Linked DNA regions of Mus musculus: all the other regions are linked to region 4. Evidence: chromatin contacts called from public promoter capture Hi-C data. All regions are on one chromosome and are shown on one strand. The core of a region is the stretch at or near the end of the contact, and the rest is flanking DNA. Distances in the headings are between cores, read along the strand shown.

Region 1 (5,375 bases), core at 1,171-3,670, 2.8 Mb after region 4:
GAGCTCTTGGAAAAGGCAAAAGGCATCCATCCTAACACCCCTCTCCCAAGTTGGATAATATTATCACCAAATCCTTTGAATAATTGGAGAAAAGATTAAATAAAAAGAAAACACGAAGAAATTCTGCTTAAACATATTTCAGATCTGAGAGTATATGTTTATTTTTTCTTTTTTTTTTTTAGCTTCTTAGTATTTCCATGTTTCTTTATTTTTTAATTAGGTATTTTCCTCATTTACATTTCCAATGCTATCCCAAAAGTCCCCCATGCCCTCCACCCCCACCCCCCACTCCCACTTTCTGGCACTGGTGTTCACCTGTACTGGGGCATATAAAGTTTGCAAGACCGATGGGCCTCTCTTTCCAGTGATGGCCGACTAGGCCATCTTTTGATACATATGCAGCTAGAATCAAGAGCTCCGGGGTACTGGTTAGTTCATATTGTTGTTCCACCTACAGGTTTGCAGATCCCTTTAGCTCCTTGGGTATTTTCTCTAGCTCCTCCATTGGGGGCCCTGTGATCCATCCAATAGCTGACTGTGAGCATCCACTTCTGTGTTTGCTAGGCCCCCGGCATAGCCTCACCAGAGACAGCTATATCAGGGTCCTATCAGCACAATCTTGATAGGGTATGCAATCTTGGGTATGCAATGGTGTCAGCGTTTGGAGGCTGATTATGGGATGGATCCCTGGATATGGCAGTCTCTAGATGGCCCATCCTTTTGTCTGAGCTCGAAACTTTGTCTCTGTAACTCCTTCCATGGGTGTTTATGTTTATAAAACAGGATTCACAATCAAGGAAAAGGGGTGGAGGAGGAGGAAGCTCAGTTTATTATGATGTACTCAGTTAAAAAATGAGTTAAAATATAAACATCTGTGCTTGGTACCACATGTATCATTTTTCATAAAAGTTCATAAATTTTTAACATGAAAGCCTATGGGCCTTTATCCAATGTCACAATACTTTCCCTAATGTTTTATCATTTTTAAAGTTTCTAAAGTGAGTTAGCCTAAGTATCTGGCAGCACCATATCCTTAAGAATTCTTCATTGAAACAATGAACAATACTCTAGCTAAATTTACTGACTTGTACACTGCCACATTTTCCCAAGTCTGATCATATTCTGTGACTATCAAAAGGGATTTATCTAGCTCTACTTAGCTATTCCAAGTCTTCTCCCTTTCATTCACACTCACTTATTTCTTCTGAAATACCATTATTTTTGGTTTTTCTTCTGTTGGGATTTGTAAAAACGTATAAAAATCAATCTCTCAATTTCTCTCTCTCTCTCTCTCTCTCTCTCTCTCTCTCTCTCTCTCTCTCTCTCTCTCACACACACACACACACACACACACACACACACACACACACACAGAGCAAGAACACACAAAATAGTAACCAGGCACATTCCTATGGGGAATATTCTTACTCTCAAAATCAACAGACCAGTAAAAAGAAAAAAGCCTCTGCAGAAAGTTGCTAGGTCTTTCTGGAAATTCCCCCAACTTCAGGCCCACACTGATTCCCCACCCCCTAGGGCGGCAACACAGACTTCTGAAGCAAGCCAGCCAACACGCGCGCGCTCGCTCGCTTGCAGACACACGCGCGCGCGAGCCTACACACACACACACACACACACACACACACACACACACACACACACACGTGCGCGCACGCGCGTACCCTCGCCCCCCCCCCCCCCCCGCCGCTGTCACCCACCACAGCCTACAAAACAGTTATAGCCTTTGTTAAAAAATGTCCAGGCACAATGTATCAGAAGAGGGACACATTCCCGGGGAAAGGAAAGTCATAGGAACGCCACACCCTCTATTGCAACAGTCCGGGCCAACAACCCACCTCCCCCAAATCCTCTCCCCACCGACAGGAAACCTTCCTGCCAACTCGGCACCCAGGGAAAGCAGAGGAAGGAAAAGAGTAAGCTAGGACACCGCTCGGGGGCACCAAGTAGGGGGACTGAACTTGAAGCTGGGCCACCTTCCAGGGCTCTCAAGCGAACCTTCCTGGCCTGGCCAAGCTCAAGTGAGGACTTCCAGCTTCTAAACGCCTTTCTTCTTTCTTCTAACTCGGCAGCTCCTACACACCTTTAAGTCTCCCGCCACGGCTCACTCCTCTCCACACGCAGCCGGAGGCTGGCAACCTCGAGAAGCCCCGCCACTGAAAAAGCTGCACGAGTCTCCCCTAACCGGGTCAAAGTCTTCCATACACACCCGAGTCCCTTTCTGGCTGCCAACCACGTTCTCTCCAAGGAGTCCCGCACCGCTGCCTCACTCACCGTGAGCCCCGCTCAGCTACTACGCGCTAGCAGAGCTGCAAGCCGCGCCTGCGCGCACCCGCTAGAGCCGGAGCCAGGAGCAAAGAGGGAGCCTGCAGCTGCTGCTGATGCGAAGGGCAATAGGAAGCCAGAGAACCCACATCAAGAGGGTTAAAAAAGAAGGGGCGGGGCCGGGAGGAAGTGGGAAGCAAGGGGAGTGGCCAGGCAGGGCGGGAAGGGAAGGGAAGAGTAGAGCTTCCACCACTGTGTGCTAGGCCATTGAGCTGGAGCCCAGCTAGAAAAGCTGCCTTTATCCCTTCTATGCCTCCCCAAACTAGGCCAGGTGCAAACCTTGCTTGAAGCAGAACCAAACAGTTGTAGGAGCAGCAAAGGACTACATTTGAGTGTCAAGGAATTGCCCCTTTCCCTGGGAGCAAATTTGCACTATTGCTTTTGAACAACTTTTGAGGCCAACAACCTGAATTCCCTTCAAAACAGTTTTTTTTTTCCTTAAAAGTAGGCTCTTGATTTGAAGCCCTGGCTGTTTTTATACTCTGTATATAGCCCAGGTTAGCCTCTACCTCGTGAAGATCCTGCCTCAGCCTCCCAAAGTGCTATTATTTCAGGTGTCTGCCACAGCACCCTTCTCTGAATAATTACCTTGGCAAAATCCATCTAAATGGCTTGGGAAAGGAGAACACAAGTTGTCAAATAAGTCCTATTTTTAAAGTCTTCGGTGGGTGTTTATAATTTGAACACTAAAAGACTTCTAAAGGCTCCTCTCAGATATGGGATCTAAGGCCGTGTTGTTTGGTACACTTTCTTCTGGTGTTTACCAATTCAAGAAGGCTAAAGTGATTATTATCCCATGCTGCACGCATGCTTAGTTTTAAGTTCTGAGCTTTTCTGTTTAGACTCTGGTCAGCTGTGGCATGGCATCTCATGCTTTCAGTTCAGCTATTAAAATAAGCACACCTCAGTGAACCCAAAGTGAAGAGGGTGTGGCCTTGAAGTTATTTGTTCCAAGCTAATTCCCCTACCCGGCCCTCCTTTTCTTTCTTTCTTTCTTTCTTTCTTTCTTTCTTTCTTTCTTTCTTTCTTTCTTTCTTTAACTTTAGTCATGACGGAATTAGGGCCACACTAGTTGGCCCTTCCCAATAAGTACTTTAGTTGTGGTTGGAACTTTATTTATTTATTTAGGGTTTTTTTTGTTGTTGTTGTTGTTCTTGTTTTTGTTTTTGTTTTTTGTTTTTTTTTTTTTTTGTATTATTTTGTTTTTTTGAGACAGGATTTTTTGGTATAGGCCTGGCTGTCCTGAAACTCACTCTGTAGACCAGGCTACCTTTGAACTCAGAGATCAACCTGCCTCTTTCTCCTAAGTGCTAGGATTAAAGGCTTGTGCCACAACCACCCAGCATGACTGAAACATTTTATGGGGCAGTCATATCATTGTCACTAAAGATCTAAATATACTGAAATTCCTCCTATTAGCTTTGTGGTTCTTCCATCTATGTATTTTATAAAGTAGACTTTCTTGAATTCACTTCTACTTTACATTTGAAAAATAAGCTTAGGGGGATTGTAGGGAGTAATTTTTGCTGAAAGGTGTGCTGGCAAGTTTTGCAGAATGAATCTTTAAGTGACTGAAAATGTAACTTTATCCTATTCATTTCATTAGTAAAACATTCCCTGTAAAGAAGGTACTTTAAAAATACAATAGGTCAATAAAGTTGATTTTTACACCTCTTATAGAGGAAGATATGTGGAGGAATTCACTTTTAATTTGATTGCTGGCTTCTTCTTTTTTCCCTTAATGTATCAGGTTATTTTGGTAGAAGTAACAAATGCTACATTGAAATAGCTTAAGCTAAATGACAAAGTTATTCTGTAACCCAAACTGTGAAAAGGTAGGTCTGTTGTTAGCCTTGGGAATAAATGAAACCAGAAAGTAGAATGTTTGAAATTCCATCTCAGGCTCTCAATCTTTCCTCTTTCAGACAGGGTCACTCTTTCAGAACCTTCCAAAGTCACCTACTACAGGCTTTTGGAATCACCGCCTCTGAACAACACTGAGTTCAAGCCTCTCAAATCCGATTAGAGAGAAAATGTCTCTCTTTCCTTAGTTCAGATTTTTTAAAGCACCACATAAAGCTTTTGATTGAGTAGATTATCACAACTGTTTCTGGACAGAAAATGTATAGATAAGATGGTACTGAGACTCCTACACATGCATTCAACCATATTGTTTTTTTTTTTTAAGTAAAGAAAAATTCTAAATGAAAATTTAAGATAGGGAGAAATGTTTTCAGACTTGCTCTGACCCTCAGATAAGAGCTGGGTTTTGTTTGGGAGTGTAATTTTATGTGTGTGATATTTCATCTGCATGACTGACTATGCACCCCAAGCATGCAGTGATCACAGAGGTCATAAGAGAACTCCAAATCTCCTGGAACTGGAATGAGAAGACAGTTGTGAGCTGCTGTGTGGGTGCTGGGAATGGAACCCATGTCAGAAGAGTATCCAGTGTTCTTAACCACTGAGCCATCTCTCTAGCCTCCAGTTGTTGTTTGCAGAAGAAAAGAAAATGATTACACAGACAGAAAAATAAACAAAATGAACACTGGGCTGGAGACATGACTCACAAGTTATGAGTGCTGCTCTTGCAGAAGACCCCGGTTCAATTCTCTGATCTTGCACAGTGACTTACAACTGACTATAATTCCAGTGCCAGAGCATCTAACACTCTATCCTGGCCTTCACTTGTACCAGGCATACAGATGGTGCACCTATATATATCCAAACACTCACACATACATATAAAATAAATAAATCTGTTTTGAAAAAAATGCACACAATACAATATCTGTATTTAAGGACTAGAGAGTCTGAATATTTTCTTATTCTCTCTGTTTCTGTGTATTTGTCTCTCTGGGTGTGTCTCTGCCTATGTCCTCTGTCTTTCTCTCTCAGTAATGAGTGTATTCATTGTCTATGGCGGCTGTAAGAAGCCATACTACAAACTTATTGGAGTTAAAGAGGTGGATCAGGAGGTAAGAGCACTTACTGTTCTTGCAGAAGTCCTAGGTTTAGTTTGGAACAACCTA
Region 2 (5,194 bases), core at 2,148-4,647, 2.0 Mb after region 4:
ATGACTTCATGGAGGCAAAAGCAGGACATAGTTGCTCTCCTTACATCAATAGGGATGAACGCTGGTGACTTGGCAATATTAATGGGTAATTGATTTCCCTTTTAAGCACTCTGGGTCCCCACCCATGCACAGGATTCTTCTTCCTCAATGATCTGGACTTCAAGTGTCTCCTAGATAGTTCTAAATTTGTATTAATGTCACTATGGACTACCAGATGGCCTCAATGTATCTCAGATGCCAACTCCCCCATCCCCCACAGGACCCTCAGTAATTCCTCTCTAGTGTAAAAGACACTAGCCTGTAGTGATCTGTCAGAGCATCTGACAGCTGCTCATGTGACTCTTCATCTAAGGAGGATGTTCCCATCCAGACAGACTGGAGATCTTCTGCCCTTGTAAGACTGAAGATTTAGTACTGGCTTTCCATAAGGCAGCAGGCCATGGAAGCACTGAAAAGTAAACTGAGGCACAGGACTCAAGAGATCACAGCTGAGTACAGGGAAACAAGACTACATTAGACCTGCTGGACAGAGGGGGCCTGTTCAGCAAATTTAGATATGAGATTCACTGAATTACAAGCACTCTGTCCACTGAGCTACAGGCACTCTACCCACTTAATTCTACCCACTGAATGCAAGCATTGTACTGAGCTACAAGCACTCTACCCACTGAGCTATAAATACTCTGTCTACTGAGTCACATGTACTGTAATCACAAGCAGTCTCCCCATCCCAACTAAGCTATAAACATTATCTCAACTAAGCTATAAACACTGTATCCACTGAATCACATCCCCAGCCTGAAATGTTCTCTACTTGAGTCTCCTAATGAATGGAGAAATGAGCTTTAGGTCAGAGACAAAAGCATCAACACTTATTTCCTGGAGAACGCAGTGTGTGCTGGGGACTAGGGACGCAGGAGTTGTCTTTGTGTGTGAGTATGTGTATGTGTGTGTGTGTGTGTGTGAGAGAGAGAGAGAGAGAGAGAGAGAGAGAGAGAGTACGGAGGTGCTCCATGTTAATTTGGGTGGTATGTACTTGTTAGGCACCTGCAGTTCAAGACCTGGTCTACACAGCAAGTACCTGGACAGCCAGAGCTACACATGGAGGCCCTGTCTCAAACACCCACAAAACTCCGTTGGTCATAGACACCATCTAAATTTATGTGAGGGCTCAGTGAAGAGAGCGCTTATAGCTCAGTTATGTGTGTATATATATGAAAGGATGAGTAGGGGAGAGGGGAGGCTGATGTGTGTGCCCAGGTCCTTCTAAAAGATTCCGAGGGAACAGGGTCATGGTAAGGAAAAGGTGAAGAAGTTGGAGGACTTCAGGACAAGGACGCTCCCAAGATGTCCCATGAGGTCTATTCTAGGGACACAGTGGGGCAGTAAGAGGGCTCAGCAGACCAATAGGCTTGTTGCCAAGTCTAAGGACTTCAGTTTGATACCATGGACTTACTTGGCAAAACAACAGACTTCTAAAAGTTGAACCTTGACCCCACACTTGTGCTGCCCCCTCCCCTCGTTCACACAGTAAATAAGTAAATTTTAAAATTAACAAAAGAGCCAGGTGTGGTGGCACAGATATTTAATCCTAACATTTTGGGAGGCAGAGGCAGGCACATCTCTAGGAGTTAGTGACCCAGAGCTATGGAGAGAGTCCTTGTTTTCAAAAACAAACAAACAGACAAACAAACAAACAAACACAAAAAAGGACGAAGAAGAAGGAAAGAAAAAAGGAAGGAAGGAGAGAAGAACCAGCTAAGGTGCCGAGATGGGGCGTGGAGGGAGAGGGCAAGGAAGACAGACAGAAAGAAAAGGGTGGAGAACCAGTTGAGGTGCCAAGTGCCTGTGAATGAGTCCCTGAAGTCTCAGCACTGGGAAAGCTAAGACAGGAGGATTGTCTGGCATCTCCAGTCAGCTTAGGCTATGCAGTGACTTTCAGGTCAATGTCTCAAACATATAGAGGGCAGTCCCCATTCCCAGCACCCCATAACCAATCTGTGGTGGAGTGGGGCTCGGTTCCCAGCACTCAGAAAGAGGGGGAGGCGGAGAATGTGTAGTTTAAGGTCATCCTGGCTACACAGTGATGGAAAGGCCAGCCTAGAATACAACATGATACATAAATAAACGACATTCATTCAAGCAGCTCAGTTTCCCTCAAAAGTCAATCAAAAGCCAAGATGCAGCGAGTGTCAGCCAGCCTCCAAGAGGGAACCAGGATCAAACTTGCAAGCCCTTTTACCCACACACATTTTTTTTTTAACATCTCACCTGCTCAGCTGAGAAAGTGTTTATTGCCCCTCATCCTGGTCCTGAACCCTGACTTGACTTCCACACCAGGGTGAACACAGAAGCCTCTAGAATCTCTGCTCACAGCTGATCGGAGGACGCCAATCCCTCCCTCTGTCCTTCCTCCATCCTCCCGGAACACTTTCCTAATCATCAACACACCAGGCACAACTGTCCTAGTGACCAAGTTTGCTGAGAAGCCCGGGACTCCTGGGCTTCAGACTTGAGAAGCTGGCGCCCATGATTCGCAAGATCCTAGCCTCCCTCCCCAGTACTCCGGCACGTTTGGGGATCTACCGGCTTCCCTAGCAACTTTCGGGGTCACGAGGGTACCAAGTTTGAGCCACTAAAGAAAAAACGAGACCCAGGCACACAATAGATGCTGGGAAAACGTCCCCGAAGGGTCCCTTGGGGGTCACGCGTCCCTTCGAGTCCCGCCAGGGGTCTACAGTGCGGAGGCTGGATGCGATCCCGAGAAATCCTGGGCATGAGCGGGTGCGCAAGCGCCAGGGAGGCCGGGCGTGGTGTCCCAAGGGTGGCTAGCACCCCAGTAGGGAGCCTCCGAGTCCCTAAGGTGAAGTCACCCTCCTGAAAGCTCTGTGACGTGGGGCTGCCCCGTTTCCGGAGGCCCAGTAATGAGAGTGTGGGAGACAGAAATCTGAGGGTCGCTCCCAAGCCGCGTCCCCACACATAAGTTCTTACTCAGTTCTCACTCACCCACGGTGGCTATGGTGTCCCAATCTTGTAACGAGTGCCCCGCCTTCTGTGACGATGTCCTGGGTTTGGGGTCCGCGGCGGGCGCCGAGACCTTGGTCTTCACGGGGTCATGGTCTGGATCTTTTACGGTCGCCGCGGCACCAGCGGGCGGCTCCATGGGGCGGGGGACGCACGGTGTGACAGCGGCGCAATGGCAGTCTGTGCATCAGCAGTGGGCTCGCACGGGTGTTCCGGAGCCCGCGGCCGAGAGGACAATGGAAGCAAACTCAGCGGGTCTCAGAGCGATGGGAGGGGCTCATGGAAGTCGCCCGAGGGCTCCACGGACGCGCGTGGGGTCCGCGGGACCGGAGCCAACCGCAACCCTCTTCATTCCCGGCGGAAGCCGGCTGGGCGGCGACCGGCTTGTGACGGCGGGGGAGTGGGGTGTCTGGATGACGCGAGGGGGAAGAGCCTTCATCTCGCTCCGCCTTGTTGCGTAACCGACGGGGAGGAGCCCGGCGTTGGCCCAACCCTGCCTATTGTTACTCACCCGCGGGGCCCACGCCCATGGGATGTACCTGCACCAAAGTAAAAGTAATGGAGGGGGCTGCACTGGGGCCACGGGGTCCAGCTTGACACACACACACGCACGCACACCATGGGTCTCTCTCTCTCTCTCTCTCTCTCTCTCTCACACACACACACACACACACACACACACACACACACACACACACACACACCGCATGCCTGGTTCCTCCCCCTTGGCAGGAAGCGGGAAGGAAGAGGTGCAGGAACTTCCGGCTGCTGCTTGGATATTTACCAGCAGAGCCTTAGCAGTGGGTAAAGGCACCAGAAGGAGTCCGGGTTGGGCAGGGTTTCTCGGTTTCTCCTTAATCTCAGGGGATTGAACTCCTGGTGTTCTGTAGTCCCCGAGTGCCGCCCTCCCGAAAGCCCGGGCTCTCAGTGGCCCTGCAGCACCTGCTGATCCTGAGCCCTGGGGCTCCTGAGTAGACCGGGTTTCCAGGGACTTGTTATGCGGCTTCAAACAGGCCTGGGCTCGTAGGCAGTGCTGAGAACTGGGTGCTTCACAGACCGCAGCCACCACCTGCAAGGTGAGGGCGGTGTTTCCCTGAGCCTGGAATGCAAAGAATGTGGTCTCCCGGCTGCTCAGTGCATGCTCACTGCACTGCACCGCTCCTAGCTTTGAGGCACTGGGTCCTAGAAGACACAGGGCCAATAGGGCCCCAAGTCAGGAATGAAGTGGGGACCATCCATTCGGAACCAGTTGCCCCGATGATGCCCGTAGGTGGCAAGTACACTGACCTTGGCAACAAGAAAGTCTGCTGGCTGCTTTATTTATTATTATTTTTTTTTATTGTTTCACATTGAGAACATTTTCTCATTCAATAAACACATGCTAGGACCTGATACTCCACTAGTCAGAATGCACAGAGCCTGCTATTATTTTGAGTTTGGTTACACTATGACAAAACTGTAGCCTGATCCCAGACCTTAGTAGACCCCCAGACTTTATACAGCTGACTCCATGATGGAAGTATCATTCAGGTTATAACACTCAAAATGAAGACAGCGCCACCTACCAAAACTAAAAGACTAGTCCATCAAAGCCCTTAGTTCTGGGAAAGTTTCTAAATCTACTAAGCTTGCATTTTGGTTTCTGTAGTTCCACTTCTGGCTAATTGTTCTTGTTAAAACATGTCAACCTAGAACATAGTTTCTGTTTTAAAAGCTCACCCTGAGAAAGGCTTAGGGTACACTTGGAACCCAAGTACCCAAATGTAGTCTCTGGCTGGCTAATAAAGAATTTCTATTGCCTCAAACCCATGTCCATGCAGTCTTTGGTAAACATCTCAACAACAAAAAGCATTTATTCAACTCTGCAAACATTGATCTTCTGATGAGACAGATACTCTATGAGAATGGGTGCTCTAGCAATTAGGATCTGAGTTCGAATCTCTAAGCCCACATGAAGCATATATACATGTGCCTAAGGCAGGAGGATGGCCAGAATTGTTCCAGTGTGCTCCTCTGCCCACCTTCTTCTGCATGTGCACATTACCACTCACCCTAGGGTCTGCCATTGCCCTAACAGGTATCATCCTCCAGAAACCCAGGGTGATGTCAGGCAGAGCACCCAGGGAGTGCTGCAGACTCAGTATCTAGGGCTGCTCCACTGTGACTGTGA
Region 3 (5,283 bases), core at 597-3,096, 2.8 Mb before region 4:
GTGTGCAGCTTACCTTCAGTTCTTTGATGTCTATAGTTCCAGTTCCATCAGCATCAAAGAGATCAAAAGCTTCCCGGATTTCCTGTTTCTGGTCTTCAGTAAGTTCAGGCTTAGGACTCATCCTTTTTCTCTGGGCACTGGATGCCATGGTTGTCTTCTTAAAATTAGAGGCCTTCACACAATATATAAACACAGAAGCACATTATTACAAGCCATAGTCCTTGTTTTATTTATGACAGCTCTAAACATACATATCTTTTTCAATGAGGTGTGCCATCGTTTGTAATGTACTTATGTCATTACGTAAACTTCCATGGGCCAGTGAGAATTCTTGCTGCCAAGCTTGATAACCTAAGTGGGAACCAGGACCCAGGCTTCAGTTGTCGTTGTCAAAGATGAAAAGGGAAACGATGCTTACATGGTAAAAGGAGAGAACTAACTCTTCCAAATTATTCTCTGACCGCCACACTCAGGCTAAAATGTGCTTCTCCACCAAGGAATAATAAGTGTAAAAACTAAAATAAAATTAACCCCAACTCTAAATGACAAATAGCACAAACCTCTGTGAAGAAAAAACTTTCTCTCAACTTAAAACTATTTCAATTTATATATGTCAGTTTTTACTAAGTTATAAAAAAAGAAATTGGCAATAATGAGGTTATTTTCTAATATAACTGTAAATTTGTCTTAATGTGATGTCTCATATGACTAAATTCAACTATATTTCATTGGGGAGCCACCAAATAGAAGAGAGTTTTTGTTTTAAAATAGTATATTACCATTTTCCTCCTTGTTCTTGTATAGATCAACATAGAGCAAGTGAATATATGAATATGAATTTCTAGTGTTAACATAGCCTTCATGAGAAGACATAACTCTGACCTCCACTGTCTTAAAGTTTATACTACAGAAAGTTCATGCAATTGTACCATTAATCCATGTGTCACTTTAGGAGATTCAATTTCAGTCATTTTTAAATCTAAAAAAGCATCATCAAAAGCTCTTTGAGAAACCAATTACAGTTATGGATGATCAACTGTATATGATTTCCGTACTCTCGGTTTTAGAAATGTACTTAAAACATCTACTTGTGGTGCCAGTTCCCAAGAACTCTGCTCCTCCAATTACTTATGCCTAAATTTGGCTAAATGTAAACTTACTAAGATAAAAATTATGCCGGTACAAAGTGATAAAAATCAAACCATTTGCACCTGCGTGCTTTCTCACAGCCTCTCCTGAAAGCGTTTGCGACCATCAGAACACAGTAAACCTCTTAGCACCAATGCATAAACTTTAACTGGGTGGCCGCGGCCAGGAGGCCTGAGTTTGACTGAGGCGGAAGTCTAAGGGAAGCAATAGAATGGTCACCCTGCTGTTTCCTGAAAGCCAGCGGAGGTCCAGAGGCAGTTTGTGCGGGGGTGGCTGAAGGTGACTTGGGCGAGGAGGGGGTAGTGGGAAAGAGCAGGCAAGGCAAGCTGCTGGCGGCTGTACTTTCTCTTCTACCCTTCCGGCACACAGCTCCAAGGAAGAACTAGTGCGTCAACGCCAAGAACCGTGCAAGAAAGGTAGCAAGGCTGCACCGAGGCCTAGGAAAGGACCGGGGACGCCGCGTGGGGTCCACCGAATCCCTAGCACTTACCATCACCCAACGGACTCTGCCACCGGTTGTTAAGGCAACGGCGTACTCGCAGCCTCAGCGGCGTTCCCACTGCTCCACGCGCGCACAGCCCGCTTCCCATTGGTTTGGGAACGAAGAGGTGGGGCTAACCTGGCAAAACTCGCCCAAGAGCAAGAGGGCGGTGCGTCGGCAGCCAAAGACTAGCCTCATTGGGCAAAATCATGCTGTGAGCGTCAATTGGTTGCGCCAGAGCCAAGCTAGACCAATCAACATTATGAAGGAAGCTCTGCTGATTGTGGGCTCATATCTATCAGTAGAAAAGGGTGGCGGGTGTTCAGCCAGACTTCTCTGGTTGCCGGTTGTCTGCAAGCTGAGGTCGATCATTTGAGTGTCTAAACCGGGTAAGAGTTGCGGGCTTGCCCTTAGAGGCTGCTGCGTGTGGGTGACAGAGCCTGGAGGAAGTAGGAGGGAATGGGTGGGACCCATTTTAAAACCGAGTTGGGGGACACAGAACATCTGAGGGGCCAGCAAGATATGACCAAATGGTTTGGAGGGGTGACTGTGCCAGGAGAAGCTGAGACCTCGAAACTGGAGTGGGCATGCTGAGTATTGTGTCAGTGGTTCACAGGGCTGGGGCTTAGAAACCCAATCCACATGAGGCTTTGTCTTTACATTAGCTCTACAAGAGTCACTTTAGCTCTCAGGGGAATGGGCTGGGGACTTTTAGATCTTCAAAACTCATCAAAATGTGTCCTGTTAGACGTACAGACACTCAAGTCACATGGGAAGGAGCATTCCTGAATGAGACTCCCTTGAAAGCAAAGCCACAGGAGTTTTGGAAGTATGGAATGTAAAGAGAATTAAAGGGCAAAGTGCACAACGGGTTGGGGCTACCTGGAGCTGTGCCAGGAGTAATGAAGGCCCAGGGTCGAACACAGATTCTATGTTCTACGTCCCTCAAAGCAAAGAAAATCAGTTTAGGGACTTTAAGGGCACAGTATCAGTCTCTCAAACTGAGAAAGGCCTGAGACTTAACAGCTCCCCATAAATGTAATATAGGCCCTTTGCCCTCTTTCCTTTAAGCCAGGAACCGGCTTCAAAACTTTTGTGTCTTGTTTGGCTCCTTTGTTCACTGCAGCAACAATCCCCCATATCCAGCCTCTGAGTTCTCACAGTTCCGTCCTTGAATTGTCCTCTGTTTTCTCTGTTCCTCCTCAGCCCTTCCTCAGCAGTATGAGCTGGAGTTCTCACCATAATCTGCAAAGCCTGCCATGAAATTCCTCCTTCTCCCATCACACCCACACTGTTCCCCCTCTGGCTCACTCTCACCCAGGGCACTATTTTTGCGGCTGATACATTCCTTCACTGACCTTACCCAGTCCCATGAACTTTTTAAAATTTTTTAGTATTTTGATTAATTCTTTGAGAAAATTTCACAGGTAGATATAATTTTTTTGTTTTGAGATAGGGTCTCACTCTGTAATTCTGGCTGACCTGGCACTCACTATGTAAACCAGGATGCCCTCAAACTTCACAGGGATCCATCTGCCACTGCCTCCTGAGTGCTTAGATTAAAGGTATGCACCAGCAAGCCTAGTATTGGTCTTCAGCTATTGTCACCTTCTCTGTAAAGGTAATCACTCTCTTTACTTTGTACCTGGGCCCCTCATATTGCTCCATATTTTTATAGTAGCACTTGTCACCTCCTAAGCCACTGTAAAGTTAACCTTTTTTCTTTGTTGTCTCCACTAGAAGGTAGGCACAGGAGGACAGGAATCATATTTGTGTTCACCAGTACCTGGAAAAGGAAAGACTACATGTTCAGTGTTCAGTGAACCTTAGTCTATCAGGTAGTCCATAAGTATCCCTTAGTTTTTCATAATTCACCCCTCTGCCAACATATGCTTATACTCTTACAGTGAACATCTCTGGTTTCATCAGTCCCCTTTGGGGTGGCAGCCCAGCAGGCTAGAAAGGACAAATAAATTTCTTCCTGGGTTATGCGCTAATTCTGTGACCCTAGCCAAGTTCTTTGACCTGTCTGAGTATAATTTTGCTTTGTTCTTATGTTCTTGCAACTTATCACGGTTACTAGGACATGTTCTTCCCACCCTTGGATGTGATCTATCTTTTAAGACTCTCACATCCTCTCTTTAACTCACTCATTCTAGGGCCTTAGCACTCAAGTTTTCAGATAATTTCATGTTACTAAGCATCATACATTAGTTCTCATGGGCTTAGCCTCCTTAGGATCCAACCACAGCTCTATCATTCTTTGAAGCTTTCTGTTTTCCATACAAGCTGATGGTTTCTTTGAAGATCTGAACTGTTCTAGTTGGCTTCTGTCTGACAGTGGCTGCTGTTTGGCAACTTGTGAATAAGTAAGTGAGTGAGCCCCTATAGCAACTCGGATGTAGGCAGGAAATGTGAATGTTTTCCAGATCCAACTTCTAAAACAACAACAGGATAATTCAATAGAAGTCACTTGAGTCAGGAAGAAAGCATTGCCAACAGGTACTGAGGAAATAGAAGGATAAGGGGCAATTTGGATTTACCTTAAATCTGAAAGGAACAGTAGAAGCTAGGCTCGGGCTTGGTAAGGGGCTCCTGAGTGGCCCATAGCAAATTCAAAAGTAAGTAGATATGAAAAAGTGAGAAAGATGTGGCATCTCAGGTCTGTGAAAAGACAGAGTCCAGTTGGATGGCCCCAGGAAAATAATGGCTTACCTCCTAAACACTTTCATCCTGTGCCATGTCTTTGAATTCTGCACAGAGAAGTCTTTGTTTTTTTACAAGACCCCTGCCCTTTTTTGGCAATATTTACTCAGGGTAATGTATCCATTGGATAAGTAGGTGCCAGCTTCATGGGAGTTGTTCTCTTTCCATTAGATCATCAGGCCAGGTCTTATACAGTGTGCTAAGCCTGAGGTGGGTGGTGACAACATAAAACTCAGGGACTCATATCAGGATTCCTAATTCCACTAATTGACTTGTCTGGGAAGTATATTTTGCCCTTGGAGTCTGTATTTCTTACACAGATCAGCACAATCTATCCTCAGATAAGGAACTCGAGGTAGCCACAGTCTAACTTCACACTCTGTTCCTTTACAGGGAGCTCACACTCCTCAGAAAATGAGGGGCACTTTCATCTTTGTGGGCTTTGAAACACATTATCCTTTCCTGTTCAGCAATCAGTGGTCACAAACAGTCCCTACCTTCTTGTATTTTTCACAGTGTGTGATGTGGCGGTACATCTTAGCTTCTAATGGATTCAAAGTCCCACCATTCTAAATGGAACAGACTTGAGGCTTCTGGTATGACAGTCTTCACAGCTCACTAGTCCCTCGGACTTTGCTCTTTGAGGACTACTTTTCAGTAGTTCAGGGCAATTCTGTTTTTCTCTGTAAGTGTGTGATCAAATATATGTACCAGAAAATGCAACATTTTGACCATTTTTGTACTCTCTTCCTACTGTAGAGCAACTGACACCAACTCTGCTCTGATATTTTCAGTCTGCAAAACTGAAACTCTGCATTAGCAGCCCTTCCTCCTTTACCCCTGACAACCAGAAACCATCTACTCTCAGTTTCTGTGAGTTTAAGTACCTGGTGGGAATGGAATCAGACAGTGCTTATCCTTTTGTGCCTGGCTCATTTCATTTAGCA
Region 4 (5,358 bases), core at 705-3,204:
AGATACAAAGCAAAGAGAACACAATAAACTCATAATGTAGTCTAGTTACCCTGGCGTGGACAGTACAGTGGCAGAGAGACACCATATTCAAAGAAGATTAAAATGTTGTCTTCTGATGAACATGTACACTGTCCTTTACATAGTAAACTCACGAATGCTTCATACACACACACACACCAACATACACATACTCACAAGGTTAAAACATAAACACATTATAAAAAGAGTTCTACAGTGCTGGATGTGTTAACATAGACCCGTAATCTCAGTATCTTGTAGATGAAGGATGCAGGGTATTGGGTGTAAGACACTTACTTTGGGAAAACAACAACAAAAACCTAAAGAGTTAGCAAGGTCCTAAAGCTTCATGGGAATGAAATCCACCACACATAGCAATGGCTATGCAAAATCCATGGCTTTATGTCTGGTTCACTGAATACACCTTTATAAACTGTGTCAGTATGAGAAACAAATAAATGGAGAGGGAACACGTTTTGGTTTTTTTTTTTTGGGTACCAGGTCATTTCTTTAGCGTTCTAGACTCTAGAGGAAGCTTACATTTTCCTACATATGATTTAAAACTCAGCAAAAAAAGTACTGTATTTGAATATAGTAGTTATTGTGGTAAATAGGAACTATATCTATCACTTCATTACTTCTCCTTTGGTATGAATAACAAGAAATACAAGTATCTTGTATACACTTTCACACAAATGCAGACATTCCTATAAATACATAGCATCTGACCTACTTTTAAAATAGGACTTGCTCGACTTAGGCACATTGTGTATTATTATAGACCTTAGTATCTCAAATCATTTCTTTTTTTTTTAATTTCCAAGTTTAATTATTCCTTTACTATTACAAGGAGCATACAATTCTGCAGCAGAGTGGCTTTCCGTGTATGTGCAAGGCTTCGGTATCTACAATCAGTGCTGCAATAATCAGCAGAACCATAATTTCCTACCTGCCCAGGTCCACAAGTCTAGAGTCTAGAGCAATGAAGATGTACATGGGCACCAGGCAGTGGCGGCCCACGCCTTTAGTTCCAGCACTTGGGAGGCAGAGTGCAGTGGCATCTCCATGCGTTTGAGTCCAGCTTGGTCTACAGAGTGCGTTCCAGGACAGCCAGAACTACACACAGAGACCACCATGCCTCGGGGAAAAAAAAAAAAAAAACAAAAACAAAACTAGAAAAAGAAAACGAAAAACAGAAAGAATGGCCCTGATTATTTTGTGAGAACTTGCCAATGCACACTCACAAATGCAGAGGGTTTTGCTGCTTCTGTTTGTAGGGTCCGTCTGTCTGTCTACTTGTCTGTCTGTTTAAAACATCCCTAATAGTAAAAGTTCTTAGTGGTTAAGTTTGGGGAGTCGAAGCAGCCACCCACAGGGCAGCCCATGCTTTAACAATTATACAGTTCAAACCACCCCAGTACCTGCACCTCCCTAGCGGTGGGTTAGGGTGAAGGTCCCTGAAACCTCTCAGCTTTCTCAGCATTCTGTTCTAGGGAACTGCTTCCGAGTCCCCCATGAGGCTCTTCCACCAAGGCTCTCCAGATGCTGCCCAGAGCACAAAACTCACTATCCCTAAACTCACCAACAAGGCCAAGTCACGTGGTGTTCCCTCCTCTGCCCAGAGGGATCCCTGCGCGCTCTAAAGCCCAAGGCTCCCAGCTCAGGGTTACACACTCAGAGGGGAGAGGAGATGCACAAAGACCGCTCTATCCACCAACTCCTTCCGCATCTCAGAAGGAGTCAGAGAGTAGGGATAAACTTACTTGGTCCAGGCCAGGCTGTCCTGTGATCGAATCTCCGACCTTTGGAGGGCTTCAATGGACAGCAGCATTGTCTCTGCGCCATCTCCCTGACTCTGCATTCTTAGTTGGGAGCGAAGCAGAAAAGGGAGAAAAGCTATCCTTTCTTACTGAGTGCTCGCTCCGCCCTGCGGATATGAGACTACGTAGATCCGCCCCGGTGTCTCAAAGAGGAGGAGCAATGGGTCTGGGAAAGCGGCAGGGATCTGGGAACAGCTCTTTTATCTAGTCGCTGCGATGCTGTTTGGATCCATTAAGTACTGAAGGAATCGTATGACCGGAAAAAAAAGCCATCCAAGATTCTCAAAAGTATTTACAGAAAAAAATCAGCTTAAATATGGTTTAATAAGCATTAGAGTTCTGTGCCACCAGGCCATTGTGGATGTTTTGCCTGCATGTCTGTGTACCACATGTATTCCTAGTGCCTGAAATGTCCAGAATAGGATCGGAGAGGGAAGGCACTAAACCTTTTGGAACTGGAGTTGTAGAAACAGATGGACGTGAGCTGCTATGTAAATGCTGGGAATTGTATCTGGGCCCTCTGGAAGAGCAGTGGGACCTCTTAACTGCTGAATCGTTTCTCCAGCCCAGTACTAGGGTCATATCCCCAAGCTCTAGCAGGCAACCAGACTGATGGCAATACCCCTGAATTGTTTGGGGAAATCTCTTGGACCATAAAACTACAAAACTCACAGGGAAGTTTCAGACACTTGGCACCGGATTTTTTTTTTTAAATTTATTAGTAAGACAGGGTTTCTCTGTGCTACTTTGGCTATCCTCAAACTCCCTCTGTAGACTAGAAGGCCTTGAGCTAACATAGATCCCACATGAATTTGCATCCTGAGGCCCAAGATTAAAAAGTGTGTCACCACCTGTGGATATAGGTAGGTAGATGGTTGGATGGATGGATGGATAGATTGATTGATTTAAGAAAGCTTATAAATAATAGGTGTGATTATGGCTTTTTCAAACATCCATCTTATTATTTATCCCTTTTGGTTATCCTGACCTACACTTTACCCTCCCATAACCCTCCCCACCTAAGTACTTAAGTCTACCCTCCCATTTCCCTCCTGTTTTCATAGCATCACATTCTACTTTGCAGCCAAGAAAATCAAAACAGATAGTGTGTGTGTGTGTGTGTGTGTGTGTGTGTGTGTGTGCGTGCACTGTTCTTGTTACATTTTTTAAATTATCAGACAAAATAATGGCCTCCATCTCAACACTTTCATAAGGTGTGTGCCATTTACTTCATTCATCCCTTTCCCACACCCCTGACACCACTTTTTTATTAGATATTTTCTTTATTCACATTTCAAATGCTATCCTGAAAGTTCCCTATACCCTCCCCCGCCCGCCCTGCTACCCTACCCACCCACTCCTACTTCTTGGCCCTGGCATTCCCCTGTACTGAGTCATATAAAGTTTGCAAGACCAAGGGACCTCTCTTCCCAATGATGGCCAACTAGGCCATTTTCTGCTTCATATGCATCTAGAGACACGAGCTCTGGGGGGATAGTGGTTAGTTCATATTGTTGTTCCACCTATAGGGTTGCAGACCCCTTCAGCTCCTTGGGTACTTTCTCTAGCTCCTCCATTGGGGGCCCTGTGTTCCATCCAATAGATGACTGTGAGCATCCACTTCTATATTTGCCAGGCACTGGCATAGCCTCACCCGAGACAGCTATATCAGGGTCCTTTCAGCAAATTCTTGCTGGCATATGCAATAGTGTCTGGGTTTGGTGGCTGATTATGGGTTGGATCCCTGAGTGGAGTAGTCTCTGGATGGTCCATCCCTTCGTCTTAGCTCCAAACTTTGTCTCTGTAACTCCTTCCATGGGTGTTTTGTTCCCTATTCTAAGAAAGAATGAAGTATCCACACTTTGGTCTTCATTCTTCTTGATTTCTGTATCCATTCCTCTGTTGAGGGGCATCTGGGTTCTTTCCAGTTTCTGGCTATTATAAATAAGGCTGCTATGAACATAGTGGAGCATGTGTCCTTCTTACCGGTTGGGACGTCTTCTGGATATATGACCAGAAGAGGTATTGCTGGATATTCCGGTAGTACTATGTCCAATTTTCTGAGGAACCGCCAGACTGATTTCCAGAGTGGTTGTACAAGCTTGCAATCCCACCAGCAATGGAGGAGTGTTCCTCTTTCTCCACATCCTCGCCAGCATCTGCTGTCACCTGAATTTTTCTTCTTAGCCATTTTGACTGGTGTGAGGTTAAATCTCAAGGTTGTTTTGATTTGCATTTCCCTGATGATTAAGGATGTTGAACAGTTTTTCAGGTGCTTCTCAGCCCTTTGGTATTCCTCACTTTAGAATTATTTGTTTATCTCTGTACCCCATTTTTAATGGGGTTATTTGAATTTTTGGAGTACAGCTTCTTGAACTCTTTGTATATATTGGATATTAGTCCCCTATCAGATTTAGGATTAGTAAAAATTCTTTCCTAATCTGTTGGTGGCCTATTTGTCTTATTGACGGTGTCTTTTGCCTTACAGAAGCTTTGCAATTTCATGAGGTCCCATTTGTCAATTCTTGATTTTACAGCACAAGACATTGCTGTTCTGTTTAGGAATTTTTCCCCAGTGCCCATATCTTCGATGCTTTTCCGCACTTCCTCCTCTATAAATTTCACTGTCTCTGGTTTTATGTGGAGGTCTTTGATCCACTTAGACTTGAGTTTTGTACAAGGAGATAAGAATGGATCAATTCGTATTCTTCTACATGATAACCACCAGTTGTGCCAGCACCATTAGTTGAAAATGCTGTCTTTCTTCCACTGGATGGTTTTAGCTCCCTTGTCAAAGATCAAGTGGCCATAGGTGTGTGGGTTCATTTTTGGGTCTTCAGTTCTATTCCATTGATCTACCTGTCTGTCGCTGTACCAGTACCATACAGTTTTTTATCACAATTGCTCTGTAGTACAGCTTGAGCTGACATCCCCTTTTAAACGTGTTGTCTCCTACCTCCACTCAAATAGTCCCTCTTCCATTTGGTTGAAAGCAGCCCACTTTACTAAAACCTCCTTCCACGAGCATTCTTGAAATCTTTATTGATGCGACCCAAAGTGTGAAGCAGCCTACATGTCCTTTGCCTGATGAGTGTTTATTCAAAATGCTTAGTCTGTATGGTGTCTTCATTTTGTTGTTTGGGATACAAGGTCTTACAGTGTAGCCTAAGCTGGTTGAACGTAAAAAATCCTTCTCCCTCAAGCTTGACCTTGTAAGACTGTGCCACCCTCCCCAGACTTAAGCAAAATATAGGTAGGAATGTTTACAATGCACTTGACAGAAGAGAGACTATTGAAAACCACAGATCAATCTTGGTAGCATAGGAGGGACAGTGTGCAATGTGTTCTGATGCAGTTAGAGTAAAACACTTAACAGCAAAGAGTTCACATTGAAACAATGAAACCCGATATTTCAAATGATCTTTTAAGGCATCAGAGTCTCATCGTATTAACTCAGGCTAACCTGAAACTCACAAGTGCCTCTATTTCCCAAGTGCTAGAACTGAAGGCATATGCCACC

The links. Promoter capture Hi-C pulls out the DNA fragments that hold promoters and counts their contacts.
Region 1: a contact with region 4 is called in a promoter capture Hi-C map of liver, with 4 times the contacts expected there. The contact joins the promoter of Prrg1 here to the promoter of 4933407K13Rik in region 4. A contact is called at or near these places in 3 of 39 promoter capture datasets (cranial neural crest, liver and pre-B cells).
Region 2: a contact with region 4 is called in a promoter capture Hi-C map of embryonic stem cells, with 16 times the contacts expected there. The contact joins the promoter of Prkx here to the promoter of 4933407K13Rik in region 4. A contact is called at or near these places in 4 of 39 promoter capture datasets (cranial neural crest, embryonic stem cells, frontonasal cranial neural crest and 1 more) and 5 of 115 datasets of contacts at active chromatin or transcription factors (astrocytes, embryonic stem cells, epiblast stem cells and 2 more).
Region 3: a promoter capture Hi-C map of liver shows a contact between it and region 4, with 9 times the contacts expected there. The contact joins the promoter of Nsdhl here to the promoter of 4933407K13Rik in region 4. A contact is called at or near these places in 2 of 39 promoter capture datasets (liver and pre-B cells).

The regions. Positions count from the first base shown.
Region 1 is chrX:78,581,477-78,586,851 of GRCm38.p6, forward strand. It overlaps Prrg1 (proline rich Gla (G-carboxyglutamic acid) 1), which reads right to left and starts at 2,421. Exons shown (of 4, transcript NM_027322.2): 1 at 2,293-2,421.
Region 2 is chrX:77,792,542-77,797,735 of GRCm38.p6, forward strand. It overlaps Prkx (protein kinase, X-linked), which reads right to left and starts at 3,398. Exons shown (of 9, transcript NM_016979.2): 1 at 3,007-3,398. The coding sequence starts at 3,163.
Region 3 is chrX:72,916,675-72,921,957 of GRCm38.p6, forward strand. It overlaps Nsdhl (NAD(P) dependent steroid dehydrogenase-like), which reads left to right and starts at 1,847. Exons shown (of 8, transcript NM_010941.3): 1 at 1,847-2,019. Cetn2 (centrin 2) reads right to left here and starts at 1,670. Exons shown (of 5, transcript NM_019405.6): 1 at 1,640-1,670; 2 at 14-172. The coding sequence starts at 1,642.
Region 4 is chrX:75,762,745-75,768,102 of GRCm38.p6, forward strand. 4933407K13Rik (RIKEN cDNA 4933407K13 gene) reads right to left here and starts at 1,955. Exons shown (of 9, transcript NR_029443.1): 1 at 1,782-1,955.